Regions from separate parts of the Mus musculus genome. Here region 2 is linked to region 1. Evidence: chromatin contacts called from public HiChIP or PLAC-seq data. All regions are on one chromosome and are shown on one strand. The core of a region is the stretch at or near the end of the contact, and the rest is flanking DNA. Distances in the headings are between cores, read along the strand shown.

What was found. HiChIP or PLAC-seq counts read pairs in DNA pulled down with a chosen protein or histone mark.
Region 2: a FOXA1 HiChIP or PLAC-seq map of pancreatic cancer cells shows a contact between it and region 1. The contact joins two enhancer-like sites. A contact is called at or near these places in 4 of 39 promoter capture datasets (the C10 cell line, the HPC-7 cell line, liver and 1 more), 1 of 15 datasets of contacts at CTCF or cohesin (the NIH/3T3 cell line), 4 of 484 Hi-C or Micro-C datasets (the N1E-115 cell line, bone marrow-derived macrophages, cerebral cortex and 1 more), 4 of 115 datasets of contacts at active chromatin or transcription factors (acute myeloid leukemia, embryonic stem cells, microglia and 1 more) and 4 of 9 other capture datasets (adipose tissue, embryonic stem cells, liver and 1 more).

The regions. Positions count from the first base shown.
Region 1 is chr12:40,249,829-40,257,587 of GRCm38.p6, forward strand. No RefSeq gene overlaps it. Among named protein-coding and RNA genes, the nearest start is that of Gm40403, 5.6 kb to the left of the region's middle. Within about 2 kb of position 3,618, at least 51 of the 459 cell types and tissues checked have an H3K27ac peak or open chromatin away from gene starts, as enhancers often do. A contact at or near this core is called in pancreatic cancer cells, where this site is marked.
Region 2 is chr12:40,623,791-40,631,549 of GRCm38.p6, forward strand. Dock4 (dedicator of cytokinesis 4) reads left to right here. Exons shown (of 53, transcript NM_172803.2): 3 at 13-53; 4 at 2,547-2,602; 5 at 7,732-7,759. Among named protein-coding and RNA genes, the nearest start is that of Dock4, 180 kb to the left of the region's middle. Within about 2 kb of position 2,946, at least 59 of the 459 cell types and tissues checked have an H3K27ac peak or open chromatin away from gene starts, as enhancers often do. A contact at or near this core is called in pancreatic cancer cells, where this site is marked.

The DNA of each region.
Region 1 (7,759 bases), core at 2,368-4,867:
AGGTGCTCTGGACCAGTAAAAGGGCTCAGCATGTGCAGCTGACTCTCACGCCTGATGACCTGAGCATGGTCCCCAGAACCCACCCACATAGTGAAAGGAGAGAACAGACTCATAAAAACTGTTCATTAAACTCCATACATATACACATGTACACACAACCACAAAAACAGTGCACGAATGCACCCACACACAAGTGTGTCCATAGTAAAGAAATGGAATTCTTTTTTTATTTAATGAATACATGTTCCCAATATATAAACTAAGTCCCTGGAAGGTGAGTTCGCCACTCATCCAAATGAGCCCCAACCCCCATCCTGTCTCATTCCCAGGTCCAGCTTTCCTAGAAGTTTCACGCTGAGATATGACAAGCTGAGAGAGTGGCTTGGAAGACGGATGCTGGTTTTAGGGACTCAGATCGCCACAGGTCACCTTTAAAGCTACAGAGAGAAAGTTCCCTGTCTGTGGACAGATAGGTTTTTGAAAGGAGATTTACTTCTCCAGCCATTCAAAAGACAGAATCTGACTAGAAAGCAAGGGGGGGAAACTTCACAAAGCAGCCTGGTTGGAAGTCTACCAACAAGAGAGGAGAGTAAATCTTTGGCTGTTTGGGCCACTTTCAACACAGCATGGGCCTGAGTAATGTCTAGGCTATTAGAGATGGCCAGCTGCAGCTAAAGTCACAGCAACAGGGGCCAGGGCTGTTGTCCAGACATGAATAAATGTCAGTAAGAACAGGGATGAAGTTGTAGTTCTACTAAAAACATCTGGGCTTAGATAAGAATATATCAGGCTATGTCTGTACTCATCTGATGACAACTTTAGTCATTGAAATAAATACGTCAAAGGATAGCTTATTGCTTGTAGGAGTTTGGTTCACTCAGCCCATAGTTTTTGAGCACCTATGTTCCAGACATTGTGTAGAGACAAGAAATGTAGTTGAAATGAGCTATGCAGATTCCAGACCCTCCCGTGGCTGAAGTATAAAGAGGGCGCTTACAGTGGAAACTCAGGGAAGAAGATCAACAACTGGAGGCACTACTAATACTAATACTGCCGTTTGGTGTTATTTTTAAATTTATATGTCTTCAATGGCAGGGTGGGCCTTTACCCTACTCCACTTCACTTCATTATTTGTCTCCAAAATTACAGAGCAGCAATATCAATCAATATAAAGAAATTTCACTCACAGATCTGTCTCTTCATCTTATTTTTCCTGTTCCCTCTGTGAAATCACTTTTTAATAATTTTTTACATTATTTTAAAATAGTTTTAATTTTTTAAAATTATTTTCTTTATTTACATTTCAAACGTTATCCCCTTTTCTAGTTTCCCCTCTGAAAATCCCCTATCCTCTCTCCCCTTCCCCTGCTCCCCAACCCACCCACTTCCATTCCTGGCCCTAGCATTCCCCTATACTGGGGCATAGAGCCTTCACAGGACCAAGGGCCTCTCCTCCAATTGATGACCAACTAGGCCATCCTCTGCTACATATGCAGCTAGAGCCACAAGTTCCACCATGTGTTTTCTTTGATTGGTGGAGCTCTGGGGGTACTGGTTAGTTCATATTGATGTTCCTCCTATGGGGCTTCAGTCCCCTTCAGCTCCCTGGGTACCTTCTCTGGCTCCTTCATTGGGGACCTTGTGCTCTGTCCAATAGATGGGTGTGAACATCCATTTCTGTATTTTCCAGGCACTGGCAGAGCCTCACAGAAGACAGCTATATCAGGCTCCTGTCAGCAGGCTCTTGTTGGCATCTGCCTAGTGTCTGGGTTTAGTGGTTGTTTATGGGATGGATCCCCAGGTGGGGCAGTCTCTGGATGGTCGTTCCTTCAGTCTCATCTCCGAACTTTGTCTCTGTAACTCCTTCCATGGGTATTTTGTTCCTCCTTCTAAAAAGGATTCTGAGCTTCTGGGCTAATATCTAATTTTTAAAAATATTTTTAATTTAAATTTAAATTTTTTAATTTAAAAATAAATATTTAAAATTTATTCTCCTGGGGATTTTGATAATCATTATTCTGACTTCTTCTTTTCTTACAGAAAAAATATAGCCCTCTATACATACTTGTATATCATACTTCTATACATACCTCTGTATGGGTACATACCTCTGTATCTATTCATAACTCTTTCCATATATACCTCTGTCCAAATATCTATCCAATCTCTTACGCTGGATCTTGGTGTTCTGAGAATATTTTTCTTCTTTTTCACAGCTGCTCCACCCTCTCATTTGTGAATGACACACAGTGTATTTCACATGTGCTCTTCAGATAGAACTAGGTTAGCTTATACGCTTTGCTCTCCACCAGGCATGGTGCTAGAGGTTGAATGAGAAACATTTTCAGCGCTTGAACATCTGGCCCCTGGCTGGCGGTGCCGTTTGGAGAGGCTTTGGACGTATGGCCTTTTTGGAGGAAGTATGTTGCTGAAGGTAGGCTTTGCTAGTTTAAAAGATCGCACCACGTCCAGTGCTTACAGTTCAAGATGTAAGCTCTCAGCTTCCTACTCCAGCCACCATGCCTGCTGCTTCCTTGTCATAATGGAATCTTTGCTTTCTGGATCCGTGAGTCAAATTAAACACTTTCTTTTATAAAGTGCACGGACCACAGTGTTTTGTTTTGTTTTGTTTTGTTTTTTCCACGTTAACAGAAAAGCAACTAAGCACAATGGTGCATGCTTTAAATCCCAGCACTCAGGAGACACAATGAATACCTTCCAGCTCAGATCGCTTTCCACTTGTAAAGATGGGCAACAGTGGAAGTCCTGAGTCAATGGGTCCATGCAAATGTGGTTTCATTACTGAGTTCCTGATCTGATTGACCTCACAGTCATCCCCCCTCCCTGCCCCCCCGCCCCCCCCCATGATGGTGGCACACTTTCCACAGCCTTATAAACATAGATCATTAACAAACATTTTGTGTTCTGCCTATTAGAAATGTTTAGCCAGGCAGTGGTGGCTCACACCTTTAATCCCAGCACTTGGGAGGCAGAGGCAGGTGGATTTCTGAGTTCAAGGCCAGCCTGGTCTACAGAGTGAGTTCCAGGACAGCCAGGGCTACACAGAGAAACCCTGTCTCAAAAAACAACAACAACAACAACAACAACAAAAAACCAAACAAAATGAAATGTTTATAATTTTTAAAATTTATGTCTCTACAAACATAATCAATGTTAAATAGCTTTTCAGATATTTGAGGGTCATTTTTTAGAGAGGGGAGTGGGATTTCTCTTTGTAGCCCTGGCTATCTGTAGACCAGGTTAGCCTTGAATTTAGACATATGCCTGTTACTGCTTCCAGTGTACTGGGATTAAAGACATGCAACACCATGCCTGGCTAGGGCCACCATTTAAATTGTGTTGTTCTTCTCTGAACAACTAGTTCACATCTTTGGTCTCTTATCCTCCTTTTTAGGGGAGTTCCTGAACACTCTCATGTGGTACTTAGATTGATATGTAGTGCAGCCCCTTGTCCAGTCACACAGGCTACTTTGTGTGTCACCCGTGGAATCAGACTCCTCTCTGTGTCTGTTTCGCACCTTCTTCTGTACTCACTTAGAGAACTACAGCAGGAAGCAGCTGGACACACCCGGAGGAAAGCTGGCCATCTCGGTGACTCATCTTACTTTAATCTTAGTCCCACAAACCTCAAGTATTACCTCAGTGTCACTGTGCAGTACACTGCCTCGCCCATTGTCTCTTGCTCACCTAGACATGCCCTCAATCTTTTCCTGTCCTCACTGACTGACACAACAACAACAACAACAAAATAGAAAACCAACAGAGCATCTGTTGAACACACAATAATAACCATAACCACCTAACCTGATCCAACATAACCCACCTCTAGCAAAAGTACAAAATGATGCCAGGGAACAAGAACTAAAAATAAATAATCAAACAAACAAATCATGTATCATTAGCATAAGTAGGAGGTAGAATAATATAATCACTCATAAGTATCCATAGGGGACTGATTCCATGGCCCAGAACATCACAATTTTTTTCTTTTTTCTTTTTTTATTAATCATTCCATTTGTTTACATCTCAAATGCTATCCCACTTTCCCGGTTGCCTTTTCACAAACCCCCTATCCCACATCCACCCTCCCCCACCCCTGCCCTTTGCCTCTGTGAGAGTGCTCCCCCACCCACCCACACTCTCCCGCCCCACTGCTCCAGCATCCCCCTATGCTATGGCATCAAACTTCCCCTGAACCAAGGGCTTCCCCTCCCACTGATGTCAGATGAGGCCATCCTCTGCTACATATGTATCTGGAGCTGTGGATCCCTCCCTGTACACTCCTTGGTTGGTGGTCTAATCCCTGGGAGACATCACAATTTTTGAGTGCTCAACTCCCTCATATAAAATAATGGCAAATAGTAAAATGTGCAGACCATCTACTTTGAATCACATGTACATTATCTGTAATACCTAATGCATTGTAAAAGAGTGTATTACAACAAGAAAAACATCTGCACATGTCAGCATACATGGAGCTGTTCTCAAAAACACTTTCTTCTACAATTGGCTCCAACTGTACCTACGGACGTGAAGGGCCAACTGAACTGAGTTTACTTCAGCTTTCAATGGAGCTCCAAATCAAAATCCAAGAGAAGCAGTTGCTGCAGAACTTCCTCCAGACGCTAGATTGTCAGGAATCGCTCAAGCGGAGAGAGGAGGTGTGAGCAAAACTTCCATACCTGCATGTGGAATCAACACCAGCAGTGTCAGGATGAATCTGGGACTGTGTGAACTTCAGTCCTCCAACTTGCCCCACAGAGAAGGGGTAGTCTTACTGGCCTTAACTAAGTGTGTGTGCTCTGCCTTGACCACTGTGAATAGGCTAGGGATGCCTGGCAAGGCAGGACAAGCTCAGGGGGATCTCACCCAAGGAAGACCAGGGAGCTGTTAGGCCCTAGTTCCTCTGGCTATGGTCTCGTTTGGTTTGTATTCAGCTGACGGTGCTGAACGTGAATAACGCAAATCAATGACAAACCGATGCAGAACGACACTCCCAGTGCACTGGGTGACAACTTTCTTAATGAAACTGAACTCCTGGCTTATTGATGTCTTGATAAGAAGTGGGCGCTACAGAGAGATTTTCATGCCTGGTATACACATTGTCAAGTAGGCATTTGCTAGACAGACCCCAAAACCAGCAGGATAAAGTATATATCCGAGATCCACATGGATGTCTAGTTGGCATGTTCTCAGAGAGGTTTCAATGTTGCCAGCAGAGGGCAAGAGAATATTTACCTGTCTAAGAACTGTGGACTTAACCACGTTTGCAACGGCGCTGTGGAGGTGTCTCTGGGAAAACAAGTTATATAACCATTATGAACATGGACCTCTGGGAGGAAAATGTATTTAGAAACTATATGTTGGAATCAGAAATGAATCCCCATTAGCATTGCAACAGATCATTTTTACTTATAAAAAAAAAGACCTTTTCTAAATGGTGCACATATTTTTTAAAAAGATTTATTTATTTATTTATTATGTGTAAGTACACCGTAGCTGGCTTCAGACACACCAGAAGAGGGTGTCAGATCTCATTACGGGTGGTTGTGAGCCACCATGTGGTTGCTGGGATTTGAACTCAGGACCTTCAGAAGAGCAGTCAGTGCTCTTACCCACTGAGCCATCTCTGCAGCCCCACATATTTCACTACAGATCCTTAGATGCTTGACAAAAGCATGGGCCTATTTCTAAGTAGTGCAAGTTGATATTTTTTAGGAACAGATTTATTTGAAGATCCTATAGAAACATTGTCCCTAAAACCTTAACAAACATTAAGGGGCAATGGCAGCGATTTATTATATAGATTTCAAAACTAAGTTTCCTTAAAGCATGGGAAGCATGCAATGACATTCACCGAGGAGACTACCATTGAAAATAAACACAGACCATGGGTAGGTGAAGGACAGAGGAAAGGTCCTCCAGTAGGCAGAGGACAAACATAGGATTAGACCTTAGGGAACCTGTGATGTCAGTGGCCAAGTGTCTGCTCTCCCTAACGCTTATCAGAAGTTTACTTGTTGTTCTGACGTGGCCCCACTGGAGGGGTTGTGGCACAGGTCCTCCACGTGTTGAAAATGAGCTAGGGTTTGGGTAACAGACCTGGGTGTGATACCTGGAGCCGCTGGAAAGGGGTTAATATTGTAGTAAATTTGAAGTAGCAACAGGGGGGAAAGTCAGCTGGGCAAAAGGCCTGGGATTCTGGCTCTACCACAGTCATGATCTGGATGAAGTCTTCTGCCTCTGTTTGTTTTTATTTTGTTCTGTGTATTGTGTTAGGTGTGTACCTAGAGCCTTGTGTGTGCTAGGCATGTACTGAAGTGCTGAGCTACACCTCCAGTCCACATTTTCAAGTGTTAAATAACAGTTTGCCACTAGGGGATCCCCAAGGTTCCTTCCTATTCATAGAGTCAATAATGGCTTTTGTGTTGTCCCCACCTTAACATTCCCCATCTCAGTTAACACATGAGCTTATAAAAGTGAGAATAAGATGCTAGTTTTTCTGCAAAAACAAAACAAAACAAACAACAAACCAGGTAATTGAGGAAAGGACTCCTATATGACTCTAATAGGCCTTTCCAGTAGGAATTTCTGATTTGAAAGCACAAGGAAATTAATATCCTTTCATTTATTTCATGTGGATGGGTTTGTGCATGCTTCAACCTGCTTCAAGCTGTAATGCATATTGCTTGTATATAACTGTATTCCTTGGGGCTTCTTCAGTAGACAGGATACTTCTTCAATGTGGAGAGGCCATTACCTGCCACCAAATTTTAGACTGTCTGCAGTAGCTGACATGAAATAAATGTTCAGTCACAGAGACTTCCACTTGAAGGAACAAGATATTTAGAACCAGGCCTTTCCAGAACTGCCCTTCGCACAACAGTCATGCCTGGCAGAATTGAGGGCACTTGACTGTAAGTATCTGCTTCTGTCTCAGTCAGCTGCTGGTACGGCCTCTCAGAGGACAGCCATGCCAGGCTCTTGTCTGTAAACATACTGTAATAGCATGAGTGTCAGACTTTTGTGTCTTCTTCTTCTTCTCTTTCTTCTTCTTCTTCTTCTTCTTCTTCTTCTTCTTCTTCTTCTTCTTCTTCTTCTTCTTCTTCTTCTTCTTCTTCCTCCTCCTCCTCTTCCTCCTCCTCCTCCTCTTTTTTTGTTTTGTTTTGTTTTGTTTTTTTCAAGACAGGGTTTCTCTGTGTAGCCCTGGCTGTCCTGGAGCTCACTCTGTAGAACAGGCTGGCCTCAAAGACTCTTTCTTTTTGCTTTGATCAGTCCTCACACTGCTGTCAAGAAAATGAAGGAAAGTCTTTATTGTCAGCCCGTCTTGTCTTCCAAACGATCACTCATAAAAAGAGCAAGTTTTGAGCAGACATTTATTTAGTCTATGGCATCCACCAAATGAGTCTCCACAAATTTAATCTCTACATTTCTCCCTCATTGCTTAGTTTGTTGTGCTTCTCGGGCTTTTCTGTGAAAAGAACTCTATTTTAACAGACTACCAGATTATTCCTGGAGACAGCCCTAGGCCAACTCTGCACGCACGCGTTTCTGCAATAGCCCAACAGAGGGCAGCACAACACTGCTGGCTCCTCCCGTGTGGGCTGCGGTGGTTGTCAAAGGATTTCAGTTTTGAAAAGCTGAGCTCCTATCTGCTCAAGAATTTAGAGTAGAACTTTAGACAAAGGATCTTTAATTGCATGCCGATAAAACGTCAAAACTATTGTGCATGAAGTAA
Region 2 (7,759 bases), core at 1,696-4,195, 370 kb after region 1:
ATTTCTCCGCAGGCTGGTACAGAGGATTTGCCTTAAAAAATCCCAACATCAAGGTAAAAACTGTTTTTTGTAACTGTAATTAGAGGATTCTTTAAAACTTGTGGTGTACAATTGAAATTATAGTTGAGCTCTTAATTAGACTCCAAAAAAATGGCAATACATATCTTCATAATTTGAGGGAATCATTTGAACTGGGATGAAAGGTAAGGTAAGATACTAAAATCATAATTCCTTATTGCCTCTGAAAATTTTACTGGGAAGTCCTTAAGCTTATTAGATATAAGCAAAATCTTTTTGAAGTGTTAGTTTCCCAGAGAGGTAAATTAAAATTCAGGCAGGAGAAATATATTCCAAAAGAAATATGGAATAATGATATTTAATCTTTCAGTTTCCTGTATTATTGTCTGTAAGATGCTGGCGTGGAGGAACAAGTTTGTTTTAGTGTCACGTTGAGGGTTCCCTGGGTGATGGGGACTAAACCAGGAACGCGGCCCTTGCAAGTGTTCATGTTTCTTGCCATTCTAGGGAGGTCCTGAGAGTCATTTCTCAGAGAAACCCTTAGGAAGCAATATGGCTTTCATTTTACCTTTCATCTGGGCTGTTCATGGATTTGCTACATGCTTTATTCTAATCATCTGTAGCTTTTGAATATGTTTCCATATTCTACTGTGTTGTTCCTTTTTAAAAATTTTATTGTGGGGTGTGTGTGTGTGTGTGTGTGTGTGTGTTTGTTTGTCTGTGCATGCACACATGAGCAACAGACCCACATAGTGTGGTACATAGCGCCTCTCTGTCTAACATGCTTTTCTCGAGGATCACACTCAGGTGGCCAGGCTGGACAACAAAGCCCATCCTGCGGGCTCCTCTAATACATTCTAGTATGTCATTCCTTTTTTTTTTTTTCATCTCTCATTTTGAAAATACAATCTAAATTCCTTTGCCTGTCTCTTTGCTTCTGCTAGAATATCCAACTGTGTTTAATTACTTCATTTTATTATTTTAGATCAGTCTCAAGAAAAGCCTAAGGGACAAATGAGCATATAAATTTAATTTCTTGATACTTTAGTCTTCATTTAAAGCTTTTTTATATTTGGACATCTGCAGGGCACATGCAAATATAGTTTTGATATTTAATTATTCATCTAGCACACATTTCTGAAAAATTTATTATGATTTCCCTTTCAATTCCATCTCATATCATAAATCTTGATATTAACTTTTCTATACTGATGTTGCTTTATTTGTTAATTTTGTTATATTGAAATAAATATAAATTTTATGAAAAAAGCTAAAAAGCGTTCTCTTCCTATTTATTATTGTAGAATATATAGAATTGAGTCAGGTCTTGAGTATATGTACCTTTAAACACTGAGCTGTCATTCCAGTCCCAAGTTTTTTTTTTAAATACCAGGAATTGAACCAATGGCACGCATGTTTTCTCACAGAGCTCTCTTGTAAGCTAAAATTACTCATTGGAACATAACATGCAGCCTGGTCCGATGTTACATGTTTGTAATCCTCTCACTTGGGATGCTGAGGGGAAAGGATTGCAAAGTTCAAAGCCAACCTGGATAGCATAGTGAATTCCTTGCTGGTTGGTCTGTGGTGTGAGACCATGTCTCACAAACAATAGCCAAATAACAACATCATAGGTGCTTGTCTTAGTCAGGGTTTGTATTCCTGCACAAAACATCACGACCAAGAAGCAAGTTGGGAAGGAAAAGGATTAATTCAGCTTACACTTCCACATTGCTGTTCATTACCAAAGGAAGTCAGGACAGGAACTTGGGGGCAGGAGTTGATGCAGAGGCCATGGAGGGGGCTGCTTACTGTATTGTTTCCTCTGGTTTGCTTAGCTTGCTTTCTTATAGAACCCAGGACCACCAGCCCAGGGATGGCACCACCCACAAGGAGCCCTCCGGCCCTTGATCACTAATTGAAAAAAATGTCTTACAGCTGGATCTCATGGAGGCATTGCCTCAAGGGAGGCTCCTTTCTCTGTGATAACTCCAGCTGGTGTCAAGTTGACACACAAAACCTGCCAGTACAGTGCTGTTTTCCCCTCTTTTTTAAAGCACAGTTTTTATGTAGAATTATTGGATTTTTTATTTTCTGATTTATTAAAAGCATACGTGTTTAGATGGCCAAAGTGGTGGCCCATAGCTGTACATCAGCTTTGAGAAAGCATAGCTGTAAGACAGCCAAAAGTTTAAGGTCAGCCTGCTCTAGATAATAAATTTCAGGTTAGACAAGGTTACACTGCAAGACTCTGTTTGCAGAGATAAACAAAAAGAATGTATTTACTGAGTGAGATTTGATTTTTTTTTCAATTATATTTACAAAAAAATCTCTAAAAGTGCAATGGTTGTAACTGGTATTAGAAAATAATGATTCATGCTGCATTGCATTTTATTTAGCCCATAGAATGTACTGATGTTTTTCTATTCCTGATATTGTCATGGTTGTAACTGTTTAATACATCCTTCTTATGAACAACTGGCTTTAAGAGATAGCTAGAAACATAACCTTCATGTTTTCTCTTCCAGGGTATATTTCCTTCCAGCTATGTTCACTTGAAAAATGCCTGTGTAAAGAACAAAGGGTAAGAATGAATTGCATTCATAGTTGGAAGATTTTGCCACAGCCGCTGTCTTGGAATTGAAAGGCTTAGTAATTGTATTACTAAAGCAACTACAGAAGAGCGAACCGTGGCCCTTGTTGTTTGATAAGGAGATACTATGGCAGCAAATAGAGACAATTAAGGAACTCATTTCTGAGTGCTGAGCCACAGGAGCATGCTAGGGTATTATGGCCTCTCATTGTCTACCAGTTGTGAAACTTGTTTAATCTTAAGCAGAGAAATTGGTTCTTCTTGGTTTCCTGCTGTTTAGAGAATCATGCCAGGCAGAGTCCCTAACATGGTGAGTCATGTAGCCTCAGTGCCCAGAACTTCCTTAATTTACTACTGGTTATAGAGAAGGGAAGCCTGTGGCCAGCAGGGTGTGGGGGAGACAGAGTACTTCCTGGGCAAGCCCAACAACCTGAGCTTGAGCTTGCAAAGCCACACAAAGGTAGAAGACAACGGACTGCACAGAGCTGTCCCCTGACCCCTGTATGTGTGCCACAGCACTTGTATGACCTACACACATTGTATACACACAGGAATAACAAATAAAAAGAAAGCTGGCTGTGGTAGTTCATATTTAACTCCAGCACTTAGAAGACAGAGTCAGGCAGGTCTCTGTGAGTTCGAGGCTCACCAGGTCTACACAGTGAGTTCCATGCCAGGCAAGGCCATAAGACTCTGTCTCAAAGCGTAAGGACAGGAAAAGCCCATCTATTCTCTGAAGTGAGTATAACACTAGGTCCTTGTGTAACTTCATATATTATTTCTCTATTTGACCTACGGTCACGTCCTGTCACAGATTGCCACAAATCTGGTCTAACACAAAAGTCATAAACTCAATTAAAATCTATGTATTAAAAAAAACTGTTTGTGTATTTCTCCAGCATGATATTTAGATAACTAGCTTCACAAACAGAACATGTGACATGTCTGACTGATATATTGCATGGATGTCATTGATCACCAAGGACTTCTTAAGTATTTATAATATGTTACAGTCTGCTTCTAAATGGACTGGAATCAGCCGTTAGAATAATGTGTATCAAATAAGTTTCTACAGAATATCACAATAGAACTTGCCTGGTGTTGTGTACTTAGCACATAAGTAAATGATTGTTGTTAAGGTAGATTTTGACACATGTATCTGATGGCAATGTCACAAGGAGCCATCTGTGAATTATAATTGTAATTTTCATTTTATGGCCAAAATATACAGGCTCTGTGATAGAAATTACATATTTATGCAAATAGCAGTAAATAGCAACTTTTTATTTCAGCAACAAAAGCATAGTAGATAATATATTTAAATTTTAATTTCACCAAAAAGTTTGCATAGATATTAGTCAAATGGATGGTTTTTACATTCATCTTCTATAAAACATTCAATGAACAAACATGAGCAAGTCCATATGGTACAAACACCTTGGGTTTCTCTATTTGGATAAATGTTAAATGGCCTACTGTAATAACAGTGTGCTGTATGTCATTTATTTTAATACTTTGAAAAACTTTAGTAGTTTTACAATATAGAAGACTTATGGTACAACTTTAGTGTACTGCTGATTTTTCTGTGAGGGTTTCACTTAGCATCCTAAGTTGTTTTCCATTTTATTTCAGTTTTGGTTGTCTTTAATGATTCTGTTTCTTTGTTAAAGTCTACTTTCATGTCTTGGATGTTTTCTTTCAATGGTTTGTGTCATCACAGTCTTCATTAAGATAAATTGTTTCTTACCCTGATTAAGGTCCTTGAACATATTCCTAGTAGTTATTTTGTAGTCCTTGTCTTGTGCTTTGGCTCTATTGCTTTCCCCAGGACCTGTTATGGTAGGCTGCTGTCCTCCAGAGGAGGCACATTGTCTTAGTCTAAGCCACCCTTTCAGGTGCCATCTGAACAAGTCCCTGCTGCCTTTACCTGAAGCCAGTCTGGCTCTCCTGACTCTTGCAACAGCCACCCATCCTCCATCCTACCTTGTGATCAAGGATGAAAGAGCTCAAAGGCTCCTGTAGTTTCTTAGTTTCATTTCTTTTGCTGTGATAAAATTCCTTGACAAAGCAATCTAAGAGGGAAAGAGATTCTTTTAGTTAAGAATTCCAAGTGAACTCCATCCACATGGGTAAGTTGGATCCGTTTATCAGGAGCTTTAAGGCAGCTAGTCATATTATACCTTCAGCAGGGAACAGCTTAGTAAAACATGCCTTATGCTTAGCTTTCTCACTGTTTAATACTGTATAGGATGCAAAGTGAGGTAATGGTTCAGTCCACTCTTAAACTGGATTTTCCCACATCAATTAACATAGTAAAGACAATGTCCACCTCTGCCCCCATCGCCCAGACATATTTACAAGCTGACCTGACCTTGATAGTCCCACCTGGATACTCTTATCTCAGGTGATTCTGGGTTGTGTCCTGCTGACAATGAACTGTGGCAGTGCATGAAGTTCAATGAAGTGTGGCATGGGACATGGTTTTAAAATAAATACATTCCTTTTTTTTCTTTTCTTTTCTTTTTTTTTTTTTTTTTTTTTTAGTTTTTAAAGCTTATCTTATGTGTATGTGTGTTTGTCTGTATGTATGTCTGTGCACCATATGTCTTATGGGTGCCTCGGGTACCTGGATTGAGTGTCTGGTGCTCTGAACTTGAAGTTATGGAATGGCTGTGAGCCACTATGTGGTTACTGGGTATAGAACCTGTGTCCTATGTAATTGTAACCAGAGCTCTTAACTGTTGATCCAAATCTTCAGCCTTACTCATATTTTTGGGATTGTTTTTCCTGGTGTACTGGTTTATATCGGCCCAAGTTCATGAGCCCCAAGAAACTGTAACTGGATAAAGGTATCCTCGGATTTGGTTAAGTAGAAGGCTTAAGTTCTACGGCAGCACCACACATCATGGTGATTTTGCAGTGGTGGGACCTCAGGGTAGATGGATTCTTTTCTAAAAAGGACTTTCTGCAGTTGTCTATGAATTGTGAAATAGGTCCACAGTTTCAGGATTATAGGAGAAAAAAGTCGTGCTAAATACGTTTAAGGACACAGAATGGCAGCTGACTGTTCTGAGAGAAAGCTCTCGGGGATGTTAATATCACCTAACTTAATTTATCATGATGGATTGGCTGCTAGGGTGAAACTGATGAAAAGTTCATCCTAGAATAACTGAACAAAATATAGCTTCAGGCTACTTACCTAAGATAGATTATTTCTACACTAATTTAGGTGTCTATGTAATTAGTACAAAAGAGCTGCCCTGCTTAAATGGTGTTTTCTGTTTAAAATTTTACATTTTGTTTGAACAACCCCAAGTAAACTTTTCACATATTGAATTGTCTGTGGTTCTTTCCTGGGCCTTGGGAGCAAAGAAGAGTCTATGACAAGGGCCTTTAAATTAAATAGGAGTTCGTGAATTAGGGAAGCTGCTTTTGTATTGTTTTAAATCTTGCTGATACCACACTTTATTTTCTTTACTTTTGTTTTGTTTTCTTTGTTTGTTTGTTTGTTTGTTTGTTTGCTTGTTTGTTTTTGAGACAGTGTTTCTCTATGTAGCCCTGGCTATTCTGGAACCAGCTCTGTAGAACTCAGAGATTCCCCCTGTCTCTACCCTCTTAGTGCTGGGATTAAAGGTGTGTGCCACCACTGCCCAACCAAGTCCTCACCTTTGAGATGTTGAATGAGGTGGCTAGAATTCCTTGGGATTTCTTTTTCCCTCTTTGGCCTTGGGTAATATCATTTTATAATCTCCAAATCCAAATATCCATCATTTAAATTGCAGCAGCTGCTTCAAACGCAGTGTAAATATTCTGCCTTTGGGAAGTGTCATGTGTAGCCTCTATGAACAGTACTGTATGTGTCCTCTACAGGCTTGTAGTACTGTTTATTTTCTTTCTAGTTTTAAATCCCAGTTTTAACTTTTCAGCTTCACTGTGCCTTAGACGGAAGGGAAATATTCACAGGCCAGGTTTTTAGCAAAGCTGAAAGGTCAGGAAGTGGAGCTCGATTAGGGGGAGAATCAGGTTTTAATTTCTGCATTTATATTATTTGAGGATTTTCCACGATACCACGGTACATACTTAGATACATACATGGTGTCCTAAAGGACCTGCAGAGCAGTTAGTCTCATGCTAAGAAGAAATCTCCCATGCAGTTTAATAAACTGCTTCCTGTACATATGAGATGCTGGCCTTCGGAAACATAAACTTGAAAAAGGAAACAGCCTCCTTTGATATTGCTGATTTCGTTCTTCTGAGAGACAGTAATGATAATGACCATGTAACCTCTTGAACCTGCACAATTCCAGAAAGGATTTGACAAAACAAACTAGAGATGAAAAAAGGAGATCCTTCTATGCTAACAGCGTGACCGGAGGGCAAACTCAAGCCCCTCCCATTTATCTTCAGATGGTGCTTCTTTTCAGGACAGCCATAGATACCTGACTAATAATCCTTGTCTATGACCCTAAAAGAAGAAATGTGAAGAGTCTATTAGCTTAAGCACTGAGAGGAACATTCTGGAATGTGTATTCTAATATCTATGGCATCTTAAACCTTGGCTGTGCAGCATAATAGCATTACTTAAAATGCACATTATCTTTCATTGGCATGTTCCAAATAATATAATTGAGGGGGTTAGTGAGCTCAAACAGATGCTTAGAGAATGTTCTAGTTATGAGTTAGTTACAAATTCACATTCCCTGCATCCAGATGGTTGAACAGCATCTTTTACTCCTATTGAGTCCTCCGTGCTAGCACTTGGATGGTTCAAGTCACCTCATACTTGATGTAGTCTAGTGATCTTATGTGACACATGAAAGCTGTTGAGTTTGGAGAGATTAAGAGATATCCCACTGATCACACGGTCACAGGAGTAGAGTACCGATGCTCGCTCTTCTCCTTGCATCCTTCAGTTTTGACCTAGATGAAGTGACTGGTCCCTTGAGCATTGTACTCCCCTCACCTATAGGATTCCTCACACAAGCTCCTTATCCCAGGATGACAGAGTGAACTCACATGCTGCAAGTGACTCTCTTTTCTAGCTTATCTTCTTGAGTATGTAAAAGGAAGTGTTGTCTCTGATATTTACATATATGTTTTTGTCTTCTTGAATGTCACAGACAATTTGAAATGGTTATTCCCACTGAA